Linked DNA regions of Mus musculus: regions 1 and 3 are each linked to region 2. Evidence: chromatin contacts called from public Hi-C and HiChIP or PLAC-seq data. All regions are on one chromosome and are shown on one strand. Each heading gives the region's core, a stretch centred on a gene start, on an enhancer-like site or on the middle of the called end of the contact. The rest is flanking DNA. Distances are from core to core; before and after follow the strand shown. Region 1 holds the start of Lrrc3c (leucine rich repeat containing 3C). Region 2 overlaps Ikzf3 (IKAROS family zinc finger 3). Region 3 holds the start of Ikzf3 (IKAROS family zinc finger 3).

Region 1 (3,667 bases), core at 956-3,455, 130 kb after region 2:
GTCAGAGGTGAGTACATCCTCAGAGGTGATAATATCTGGTACCCTACTCTCTGGTCCCAACCCCATCACACTTCTAAAACTGCATTTTCAAAAGTAAGTCACGGGGCAGTCTCATGACACATAGAGTCCATAGTTCCAGGAAGGCCACATCATTGCTCGGAGAAACCTGGGGCTGGGTTTGCCACTTTGCTATTACAATCTTGAAATTCTTAAGTTTATAAACAAAAGGCCTCACTCACATCTTTTTTTTTTTTTTTTTTCCGAGACAGGGTTTCTCTGTGTAGCCCTGGCTGTCCTGGAACTCACTTTGTAGACCAGGCTGGCTTCGAACTCAGAAATCCGCCTGCCTCTGCCTCCCGAGTGCTGGGATTAAAGGCGTGCACCACCATGCCTGGCTATCTCACTCACATCTTATTTTGCACCAGACTCTACAGTTATGTGTCTGGTCAAACACAAACTCTTACCAAAAAAAAAAAAAACAAAAAAAAAACAAAACAAAACAAAAAAAAAAACCAGCAAAGATTGGGAAGCTAAGAAAGCAAAAGTGTGAGTTCAAGGCCAGCCTGGACTACACAGTATGTGGTCAGCCTGGGCTACATAGTGAGGCACTACATCAACATATACATTAATTAACTAATTAATTAAATTATTATAACAACCCAACAAGGCTCTTAACCTTCCTAATGTTACGACTGTTTAATATAGTTCCTCATGTTGTGATGACCTCCCCAACCATAAAATTAATTTCATTGCTACTTCATGGCTGTAATTTTGCTACTGTTACGTTATAAATAGCAATGTAAATATCTGTTCTCCAGTGGTCTTAGGTGACCCGTGTGAAAGGGTCGATTGACCCGCCCCCACCCCAGGCTGGTGTGACCCCATAGGCTGAGAACAACTGATCTACATCCATACCCATGACTTCGGGTCACCCCTGTCGCTGCAAAACACAGCAGGTGAGTGGAGCAGGAAAACCTGTGTTGGTGTTGCAACCATAAAGTCAAGTCAGACAGTTCTGGAAAATGTAATGAAAACAATAGCTTTTGGACTTCACTGCCACAAGCTCGCTCACGTCCATTCTGCACGGAGCCCCTCCATTCTGCCACTGTTCACTCACAAGGGCTCAGACATAGACACAAAACACTCTCCGGAGTTCAAATCCTTCCTTCCGGCCACCCCCAGGACATCAGGAGAAGGGATGTAGAAGAATGGTGGGACCCCTGCAAACAATCGTTAGGATGAAGGGTCCTTGAATAAGTCATCGCAGTCTCAGGCTTGAAGAAGGATTCAAATTGCCATCCTGGGAGCCCAAGAACATCTGGGTTGGCCTCTAGTTCAGTACTGAAAAGTTGGCAGGAAAACAATTCACCACATCAGACTTAAAGAGCTTTCAACTCCTAGAGCGACCATCTACAACAGCAAACTGAGACTAAACCACAGCGCCTCCTGGTGGTCAGAAGGGTTGGCCCTGTGAAGATTCAGGGGCATCCTCTGAAGATGAGGAAAAGACCGGGTCGGTACCAGGGACCTACAGAGAACAAAAAAAAAAAAAAAAAAAAAAAAAAAAAAAAAAAAAATAGCGGGAGGGGGCTTGTGCTGCAAGTTGCTGAGAGGGAATCGTAGGATTCTGCACCCAGGGCAACCAAACCACCATCCTTTTGGCCAGCCAGGCTCTGGGCAAGAAAAGGAGGTTCTGGGAGGCCATTCTCGCAGCTGATAGGAGATAGCAACTGCTAAGTTATGAGAGGAAAGCCTGGGGCAGGAAATGGAATCCAGACCTGTCTCCCGAACATCAGGGTCTGGGATCTGCTCTCTCTTGGCATTGCCTGGCCAGGCCATGGCTCAGGTATCTGACACCTGGGGCCTAGAGTCATATGCCAGGAAACTCTACACTCTTGGGCCCCAGGTCACAGCTTTCAGCTGCTGAAGCAAACAGGACTTCTGAAGGAAGAAACGGGTCTCCAGAGCCCACTGGCAGGGGGACTACTTCCGGAAAAAAGGCAGGAGCACAGGAGAGGACTCTGCCACCAACCAGGGTGAGAGGCAGGAAGGAGAAGGGAGAGAGGTGGGAAGGTGAGCTAATCCAGGAGCTGAAGCAGGATGGGGTAGATGCTTTCAGAAAAGGGGGAGTTGATGTGCACAGAAGGCGGCGCCAGAGGCACCCGCTACCTACTTGTATATTCTGAACAACCTGGGATCTATCGCTAATATGTCACTCTTGTGACACGAGTGCCAGCCAGGCCGCCTCCCTGGTGTTTACCTGGCCTCCCTTGGCAGTCATACAGGTACTTAGAGGACAAAAATGTTTATTTCAACGAAGGAAATGAAGATTCAAGCAGAAGAAATAGCTTGGACAGGCCCCTTGGGCCCATTTCAGCAGGGCAAAGGGACAGAAGGACCTCACAGATTAATCTAGAATCAATAGAACCCAAACGTTCCAAGTCTAAGGGATTCCTTCCCCCGGGGTCCTGTTGAAGAGAGAGAGACAGAGACAGAGACAGAGACAGAGACAGAGACAGAGACAGAGACAGACAGAGGGACGGTCGGACAGACCAATGGACCTTGGGCTAAGAGAGCCCTGAAAGGACAGGCTTGGGTCCAGAGAGGGTCCACTGAGGGACTCTAGCAGGAGCGAGTTTCAGTGGGACGTAGAATTCTAACTTTGCTCTTCTGTCGTAGGTTCGTCTATTCCCCAGCTTCTCCTCCACTCCAGGATTATGTTTATCTGCGACCATGCCCCTACTAGCTCCTCGCCTCCTGCCCCTCCTGCTGGTGATTGGCACCGGGGGCTCTGTGCCCCGCCCCCTGGCACTGCCCCAGGGCTGCTACGTAGCAGAAGAAGCCGGGGAACAGACATTCCGCTGCAGCCGGGCTGGTCTGAGTGCCGTGCCCAACGGTATCCCCAACGACACCCGAAAGCTTTACCTGGACGCCAACCAGTTGGCATCAGTGCCAGCTGGTGCCTTCCAGCACCTGCCTGCCCTGGAAGAACTAGACCTGTCTCATAACGCTCTTGTTCATCTCTCAGGGGCTGCTTTCCAGGGCCTGGAGGGCACTCTGCGCCACCTCGACCTCTCTGCCAACCAGCTAGCATCTGTGCCTGTGGCAGCCTTCGTGGGGCTGCAGATCCAAGTGAACCTGTCTGCCAACCCATGGCGCTGCGACTGTGCCCTACAGGAAGTGCTCAGGCACGTCAGGTTGGCTCCAGGCTCCGGGACAGGCATTGTGTGTGGTCCAGAAGCCCGACCAGATCTCGTGGGACACGAGTTCCTTCTGCTCACCAGGGAGGAAGAGCTGTGTGGGACAGGACGAGGTGGGACCCGAAGGAGCACGGATGTGGCCCTGTTAGTCACCATGGGGGGCTGGCTGACACTGGTAGTGGCTTATCTGATCCGCTATGTGTGGCAGAACCGAGATGAGACGCGGCGCCCGGTCAAGCGGGCTCCTCCCGCGCAGCCTGTGCGCTCAGAGGACTCCTCTACACTCAGCACAGTGCTCTGAGCTCTTGGCCCTATGCCCCAGCCTTTCACCTACTGCTCTACCACCTCCTCTGCCCCATCTGCCCTCTATCCCAGCTGTTCTCAAGCCGGGGATGGGGTAGGGGCGTGGAATGACCCTTTCACAGGGGTCACATATCAGATCTCCTGCCTATCAGAGACTTACATTA
Region 2 (3,421 bases), core at 76-2,575:
GCATGCTTGTTGAGGTTAAAGGACAACTGTGGGACTCAGTTCTAACTTTCCACCATGTGGGACCTTGGTTTTGAACTCAGGTTACCAGGCTTGTCACCAAGTGCCCTCATCTGCTGAGCCACCTCAATGGCCTGGGTTTTCTGTTCATAGAGATCAAAGTTTACAAATGTCCTGTGTGTTTCCAGGTATCCCATATTGTGGGAAAGAAAGAGCTGGAAAACAAAACAAAAAGAAAGAGGTAGGCCTATAATCCCAGCTACTCCCGAGGCCGAGGGAAGAGGACCAGATGGAAGACTGCCTGGGCTGCAAAGGGGGTTCAAGGTCAGCCTGGGCAGCTTTGTGAATGTTTGTCTCTAAAGTTAAAGACAGATTTGAGGTTATAGCTCAATGGCAGAGTGCTTGTCTATCTGTGTGAAGCCCTAGGGTTGATCCCAGGGCCACAATCAAACAGAGGACTCTGGAAAACATACAGTAGGGCCAAATGATAGGCATTCTGAATAACCAGCCATAGAGTGTGGTTGGATTCAAACACGCAGCAAGTGGTCACCTGCCTCTGAGGAAAGACGGTCGTGATCAATGAACAGCAATGTGTAAGATGTGCCAGACCAAGGCGGGGAGGCAGAAAGGTCAGCTAGGAGATCTGAGATGCGTTTACCCTGCATCCCTGTGACCTTGTGGACCTGTTACTTCCTACACTAATATTTGAGAAAAAGAAAAGAAAAAGCCCTAACTTGACAACTCACTAGGAAGCCACAGAAGAATGTACAAGTTTGCCAAAGTAACCAGTGGGTTTTCTTCCCAGCTCCCAGACTGGTTCTCTCCTTCATGATGATGGCTGCCTGTATCAATGACACCGAGAACAGGAAACACCAAGTTCACCCACACCCGTTCCCCTGGAAACGGCACAGGGCTGATGAAATCTGGTTTCTTAATCTTTTCAAGGTCATTTCCCAGTGTGGCTGGCTCTGCTAACCTCCCTAAGTACCAGGAGATCTCTAATCACTGTTTCTTATGACAGAGAGGCTCTGGGAAGTTTCCAGGGTTATGTAGGCACGCCACCACCTCCCCTCTCATCCACACCACCCGAAGCACCTCAAAGCGAACAGTTGGGATACCACAGGTGGAAAGAGACAAGACAGGAAGGGAGACCAAAGCCCTGGAAGAATGGAGTCAGGTGACGGGAGTTATGTGGTTTAATGCAGACCATTGTTCAACTCGACGAGGGGAGCGCCCGCCCCACATCTTCACGTGCACACAGTTCACTCTGATCAGATCCCCTCATCTCCCAGTTACCGTAACCTGATCGCTGCAGATGGTTATCAGTCACCTGCAGACCGGATGACTCAATGTGTATGAAACGCAGAAGGGGTAGGCTACAGTAATTGAGAAGCCAATAGCTCACGTTTCTTTAGTAATACACTCATAAGAAAGGTTAGGCAAACCACAAGAGTAGAACTGCTTCCAAGGCAGCTCATAGAGATTTTCTTCTGATGAAGACAGAAATGATCCTGAACGCAGACTCAGAGGCTGCCTGGTTGGGCCACTTGTTCCTTATAAACCTTCTTAAAGGCGGCTAACCTCTATTTTGGTATTTCTCAAGTGAGTAACGGCACGCCTGTATTGAAGCAACGGGAACAAGGTTGTTGGGAGCCTAGATGCACAGACTGGGCACGCAGACTTAGAGCTCTGTCTGCAGGGTCTAAGGTCAAGAGCCACTATATATTGCATATAAGATGCTAATGATAAAAGCGACTTTTATTGCAGCCCTACAGTACTGAGCTTTGTGCTACAGACTAAGCTTACTGCCACACTTTGCCACCCCTTCAAGGCTGAAAGCTTTCAAGGTGGATTGCTGTCTCTGACAGAAGAGGAACCGAGACCTCAAACTGCTTCACTTTTTCCAAGGTTGTCCATGGTGACCAGACCATGGTTGCAATTTAAGAGTCACGTCTTAGCACATGCTGGCTGCTTTCTTGCTCATGGTGGCTCAGCCCTCCACAGTGAGATAGTTCTCACAGACAGGGCAGAGGGCCGAGTGGTAGCCACCATGGCTCCTTGTTGTTTAATTCTCACAATCATCAGCAGGTATCAGAAGTGGAGGAGGGGACTGCAGCCACAGCGAAGGGTAGAAGACTGCACGGGCTTGAAGTGCAGAGTGAGAATGGGCACAGGGAGGAGCAGGAACAGGGATGGGAGGGCATCCAGACCCGGAATCTGGGAAGGAAGGCCTGCCTGGAAGTGGAGGGGGGGGGGTCCAGAGAGAAGTGAAGGGAGAGCACAGGGAGGCTGGGCAGAGGCCACTGGGCTATACTGCTAGACCAGGAGAGGCAAGTTCTGGGGATTCTACTCCACTGGGAGCAACTTATGGGGGTTTTATTATCTAAAGAGGAAGGCAAAAATGATTTGACCTCCAGACAAACTGCAAATCCAATATTACAGTCAACGCTGGGCAATGGAAATATATGGATGATTATTTGAGTCTTGAAGTTCCTCAGGTCACTTAAGTGTGTTTCTTGCTGCTTCCTATTATGTACCATGGCTGTTCCCACTCACTTTACTGCAACCACATGTCAAGAAAGAAAGGTGGAGGGAGGAAGATGGGGAGGGAGGGAGGGAGGGAGGGAGGAAGGGAGGGAGGAATGGAGGGAGGGAGGGAGGAAGGAAGGGAGGGAGGGAGGGAGGGAAGGAAGGAAGGAAGGAAGGAAGGAAGGAAAGGAGGGAGGAAAGGAGGGAGGGAGGGAGGAAGGAAAGGAGAGAGAGAGGGGAGGGAGGGAAGAAAAAAGGTAGGGCAGATAGGAAAGAAAAGTGGGGTACTTGGTGCTTGGTAGTGATTCTGATTTCAACTTAAGGAAGACTGGAGTTACTAACACTCCTTTCAGGACATGAGGGAGTCAGGCAGCAGCAGGAAGGGAAGAAAGTATAAACACTGATGGGGAGGAGACCTGAGCTGGAGCTGCAGGCCAGGTCTCTGTCATCTGTGACACACTGCTTGGATATAAGGAATTCCAGGCAGCCAAGACAGTTCTTCCCTCTGGACACAGAACAGCCACCTTTCAGGGCTTCCCCACCACCAGCTCTCAGGGACCAGACTTCTGGCTGCCCAAAGCTCCCCTGCCTCAGTATCAAGCTGACCTGGGTCTCGCCCTGCTTTATCTAAGCTGTGTTTCCCTGGTGCTCTGGTTGTCTGTCCTTCCTGAGTCTAAGGACTTCTCTGTAGGTTCCCAACAGAATGTGCCTTAATTAAGAACATCTCAATGTCTATGGAACCAGGGACATAGGTGTTAAACCTGCTCCCTGCTGCTCTGTTAACCAAAGTGGGTGAGCTGATGCTGCTTGCAGAAGTGTCAAAACCTCACACACACATTTACTGCCACTGACAAAGTTTTTTTTTTTTGTCTTCATTTTCTTTTCAACACAAGAA
Region 3 (3,579 bases), core at 309-2,808, 76 kb after region 2:
CTTTGCATTACCACTTGCCATTTTACTGAGAGAAAAAAATATGTTTACATTAGTCAAAGCAGGAAGAAGAAGAAAAGAAGGAGAAGGAGGAGGAGGAGGAAGAGGAGGAGGAGGAGGAGGAGGAGGAGGAGGAGGAGGAGAAGGAGAAGGAGAAGAAGAAGAAGAAGAAGAAGAAGAAGAAGAAGAAGAAGAAGAAGAAGAAGAAGAAGAAGAAAAAGAAGAAGAAAAAGAAGAAGAAGAAGAAGCCACATTTACCAGCATACCATGCACAAGCTGAGAATTAAGGGCTGTGTTCCACTCAATTGCATTGTGAAACAAAGCTTTATCATATTTAACTGTGTTCCAAACTTGTTAATCATATTTCATAGCTTCACATACACTAGAACTAAATAAAGATGCCAAAAGATCAAGGTTCATGTGTTAAAAGAGATTCTTCAACCATCATGAAGAAAGTAACTGTGATATTCATAATATTTACAGACCAACACTTCAATTAGGTAAGCGTCAGTATCTCTCTCCTTTAAACGAATGCAGCGCTCAACTTCTGATTTTCTCAGGGCCACCTCTCCTCCCCCAAAGTTGAGCCACATCTTCCATCTTCAGAGTTTTAGAAACACTTGTTGAAAATGTGAAATTGCACTTATCTTAAGGAAGTTCATACTGCGAGGCTTCTGAGAAGCAAAGCTATAACTTCCGAAATGAATTCAAATGAAACCCTTAACGTGAGCCTTATTTTTGTTTCGGGTTTTTTCCCCCCTTTGGTTTTGTTTTTTGTTTTTTTTTTTAAGTTCATTTGATTTCCAAGCTAACTAACTACAATTGCTAATCATTTTCAAATATGCCCTTAGCCACTAAGACAGTATTCACAGAAAAGTCACATTACAGAAAAGTAGACTCAAGTAACTAAGATTAAACTAATTCCTATGGAGACTGAGACCGCGGAGCGTCCCCCCCACCCCCAACCCGGGGGAGGGGGAGATTATTCCGTCCCAGGTTTGGTGCCAAACTTAGGGACACCCAAGACTGTTTGTCCTTTGCAGATTTAAGGTGACCCATACATATGCCCCCGTCTCACAACCCCCAAGAAATAAAACTGAAGAGAACTTAGCACTTTCCCAAGTTGGGGGAGGGGGTGTCTGAGAACGGACACGCATTTAAATTAAAAGAAATAAATAGAAGCAAAACCGAGATTCAGAAGGAAGCCAGCCGAGCCTCTGAGCGCGCGCCGCTCCGGCTGCTCAAAGCCCCCAGCGCAGCGGCGCCGAGCTCACCTTCCATGTCGCCGCGGGCCGCGCGGGCTGCAGCTGTCGCTCAGGCTCCGCGGCCGCTCCACGTGCTGCTGCCGTGGGGACCCGCGCGGCTGGCGGGAGATTCCGGGCGCAGGGAGGCCCCGGGATCGCTCGGTCGCGTCGGCGCAGATGCAGGGCGGGAGCCGCCGGCAGCCGGGGCGCGAGGTTAGAGCGGCGCTGGCTGGCGGCCGCTTTAAAGCACGCTCCGAGTGCCGCGGGTTCCGCACCCACTTTTGAATGTCAAGCCTGAGGAACCCTGATCGCGTGGAAACAGTGCCTCAGCGACCGTCTCGGGACGTCTACTTGAGAAACACCGGGGATGAGGGCGCTGTCGCAAGGAGAGCCGAGCGGTGTGCGTAAGCCCAACTTCCAGATTTGCCTGACACGGAAGGACCTGGAACTTTTTATCTAGACTCAGGGATGACGGTCTTGAGAACTGTCAGTGAGAACTCACTTCATTGAGTTATTTATGGCGGTCTCCCCCCAACCCCCGTCGCCCTTTGGTTTTTCACTCCAGTTGGAGTGGCCCGCCACTATGATCCCAGCACTTGAGAGGCTGAGGCAGGAGGATTGCCATCAGTTGCAGGCCAGCCCCACATTACAGTATGAGCCATTTCTCAGAAAACAAACTTTAAAAAGTCTTTGGTTCAGATTTATAGATAGTTCAAAAGTGCGTTGGCATTTACGGCTCTCCAACTTTTTAACTTGAGGGAACAATTCTCTCATTTTGCTGTCCTTTCTGAGAACTGGTTGGTTTGCCAGCGCTGAAAAAAGAAAAAGAGAGAGAAAGAAAAAAAAAGACAGCAGTACATATGTGTGTTCATTTCCTACGAATCTTCTTTCCTCTAAATAGGACACTTTACAAAAACCCACGTATGGTGTGTCAGAAGAATACAGAGTGAAGCTATGTGGGGTAGAGGGACTAAGTCAAGGGAAGGTGTTGGTTCACAGAGGCGTGCCAATCAACATCCTTTCCCATCATCTACACTTTAGAGAGGAAAGCATTTGACAGGAGGGAGGGGGGAGAGGAACTGAAGGCAGAACAGTTTTTCAAAGCTCAGCGGTTCATCACGCTGAAGTCCTAAGAGATGGGGCTCAGAGGGGCATTTCTAACGATGCCAACAGGGTGGAAGGAATGGTCCCACTTTCATCATCTTGTTAGTTACACAAATATATTTGAAGCCAGGTATGGGGGTGCAACACCTTTGATCCCATCACTGGGAAGGCAAGAGGCAAGGAGATCCCCATGAGCTTGAAGCCTTCCTGATCTGCACATTGAGTTCCAGGACAGCCAGGGCTTTATAATAGAGAGACCCTGTCTTCAAAAAGACCGACAGATGTGTGCACGTGCGCGCGCACACACACACACACACACATTTGAGAGGAAAGGTTGAGAACTGTACATCAGCCATCTATCTGTATCTGAAGAAAATCATACTTCTGAGCTAAGCAAGCACACTGAAAACATGAACCCGAGCTCACATTAACTAGTGCCTTGGTATATAGGCAGTCTGTGAACTCTATATTCCATGTTTGTGTACATATGCATATATAACACGAGTGGCTCACATTGTCTCTGAGATCACAGAACCATAGCAGCATCTCCACTGACATGAGTTCTGCAGGACAATATGGAGCTCGGAGACATTCTAAGGTTTAATAAACACTAAGGTTTAATTTTAGTACTGAAAAGGGGAAATTTGTTGTTTGTTAGTTTCTAAAAGCAAAAATAGCAACGTCAAAAGTAGCAGAAGAGGAACTGTACACTTTCACAGGGATGAGAAGGATGAATAGTTAATTGGTTATTTAAAAGACAGAGAGAAACTTGGGGGTTTCTGTTACAATGTTCTCTATACAGAACAGCAAACTGTTACCATGCTGTTTGCTGCTTATTCCAGTCTCTCCAGATACCTGAAGAGACAAATAAAAAGCAGAGCCGTACAACCATTTGTGTAGCAATTCTACCCTCAAGTGGGTGGAGCATAAATCTCTCCTCTTTAAGTGCAGAGTACAAACAGTACAGTATTGGGGGCAAGGGATAACCTTATATGGAGTAACCTGACAAACATTTAATGCATTTAACATTAAAAGTGGAAAAGTAGCCGGGCGTGGTGGTGCACGCCTTTAATCCCAGCACTTGGGAGGCAGAGGCAGGCGGATTTCTGAGCTCGAGGCCAGCCTGGTCTACAAAGTGAGTTCCAGGACAGCCAGAGCTACACAGAGAAACTCTGTCTCGAAAAAAACCAAAACAAAACAGTGGTAAAGTATGATGTTAGTATGTATCAGTGAT

The links. Hi-C and Micro-C count contacts between places; a contact is called where the count stands out from the background. HiChIP or PLAC-seq counts read pairs in DNA pulled down with a chosen protein or histone mark.
Region 1: a contact with region 2 is called in a BATF HiChIP or PLAC-seq map of CD8 T cells, with 10 read pairs. The contact joins the promoter of Lrrc3c here to the enhancer-like site in region 2. A contact is called at or near these places in 14 of 39 promoter capture datasets (the 3T3-L1 cell line, the C10 cell line, the HPC-7 cell line and 11 more), 1 of 15 datasets of contacts at CTCF or cohesin (CD8 T cells), 11 of 484 Hi-C or Micro-C datasets (B cells, the Ba/F3 cell line, the G1E-ER4 cell line and 6 more), 11 of 115 datasets of contacts at active chromatin or transcription factors (CD8 T cells, the SCID.adh cell line, astrocytes and 8 more) and 4 of 9 other capture datasets (adipose tissue, liver, macrophages and 1 more).
Region 3: a Hi-C map of Th2 cells shows a contact between it and region 2, with 2.2 times the contacts expected there. The contact joins the promoter of Ikzf3 here to the enhancer-like site in region 2. A contact is called at or near these places in 11 of 39 promoter capture datasets (the C10 cell line, the HPC-7 cell line, HPC-7-derived erythroid cells and 7 more), 1 of 15 datasets of contacts at CTCF or cohesin (CD8 T cells), 58 of 484 Hi-C or Micro-C datasets (the AML12 cell line, B cells, CD4 T cells and 39 more), 19 of 115 datasets of contacts at active chromatin or transcription factors (the 230-238 cell line, CD8 T cells, the SCID.adh cell line and 11 more) and 4 of 9 other capture datasets (adipose tissue, embryonic stem cells, liver and 1 more).

The regions. Positions count from the first base shown.
Region 1 is chr11:98,596,086-98,599,752 of GRCm38.p6, forward strand. Lrrc3c (leucine rich repeat containing 3C) reads left to right here and starts at 2,206. Exons shown (of 2, transcript NM_001195544.1): 1 at 2,206-2,285; 2 at 2,680-3,501. The coding sequence starts at 2,734. The coding sequence ends at 3,501.
Region 2 is chr11:98,469,051-98,472,471 of GRCm38.p6, forward strand. All of the region lies in intron 7 of Ikzf3 (IKAROS family zinc finger 3), which reads right to left. Among named protein-coding and RNA genes, the nearest start is that of Grb7, 24 kb to the left of the region's middle. Within about 2 kb of position 1,326, at least 73 of the 459 cell types and tissues checked have an H3K27ac peak or open chromatin away from gene starts, as enhancers often do. A contact at or near this core is called in B cells, CD8 T cells, CD8 central memory T cells and 25 more, where this site is marked.
Region 3 is chr11:98,544,473-98,548,051 of GRCm38.p6, forward strand. Ikzf3 (IKAROS family zinc finger 3) reads right to left here and starts at 1,559. Exons shown (of 8, transcript NM_011771.1): 1 at 1,272-1,559. The coding sequence starts at 1,278.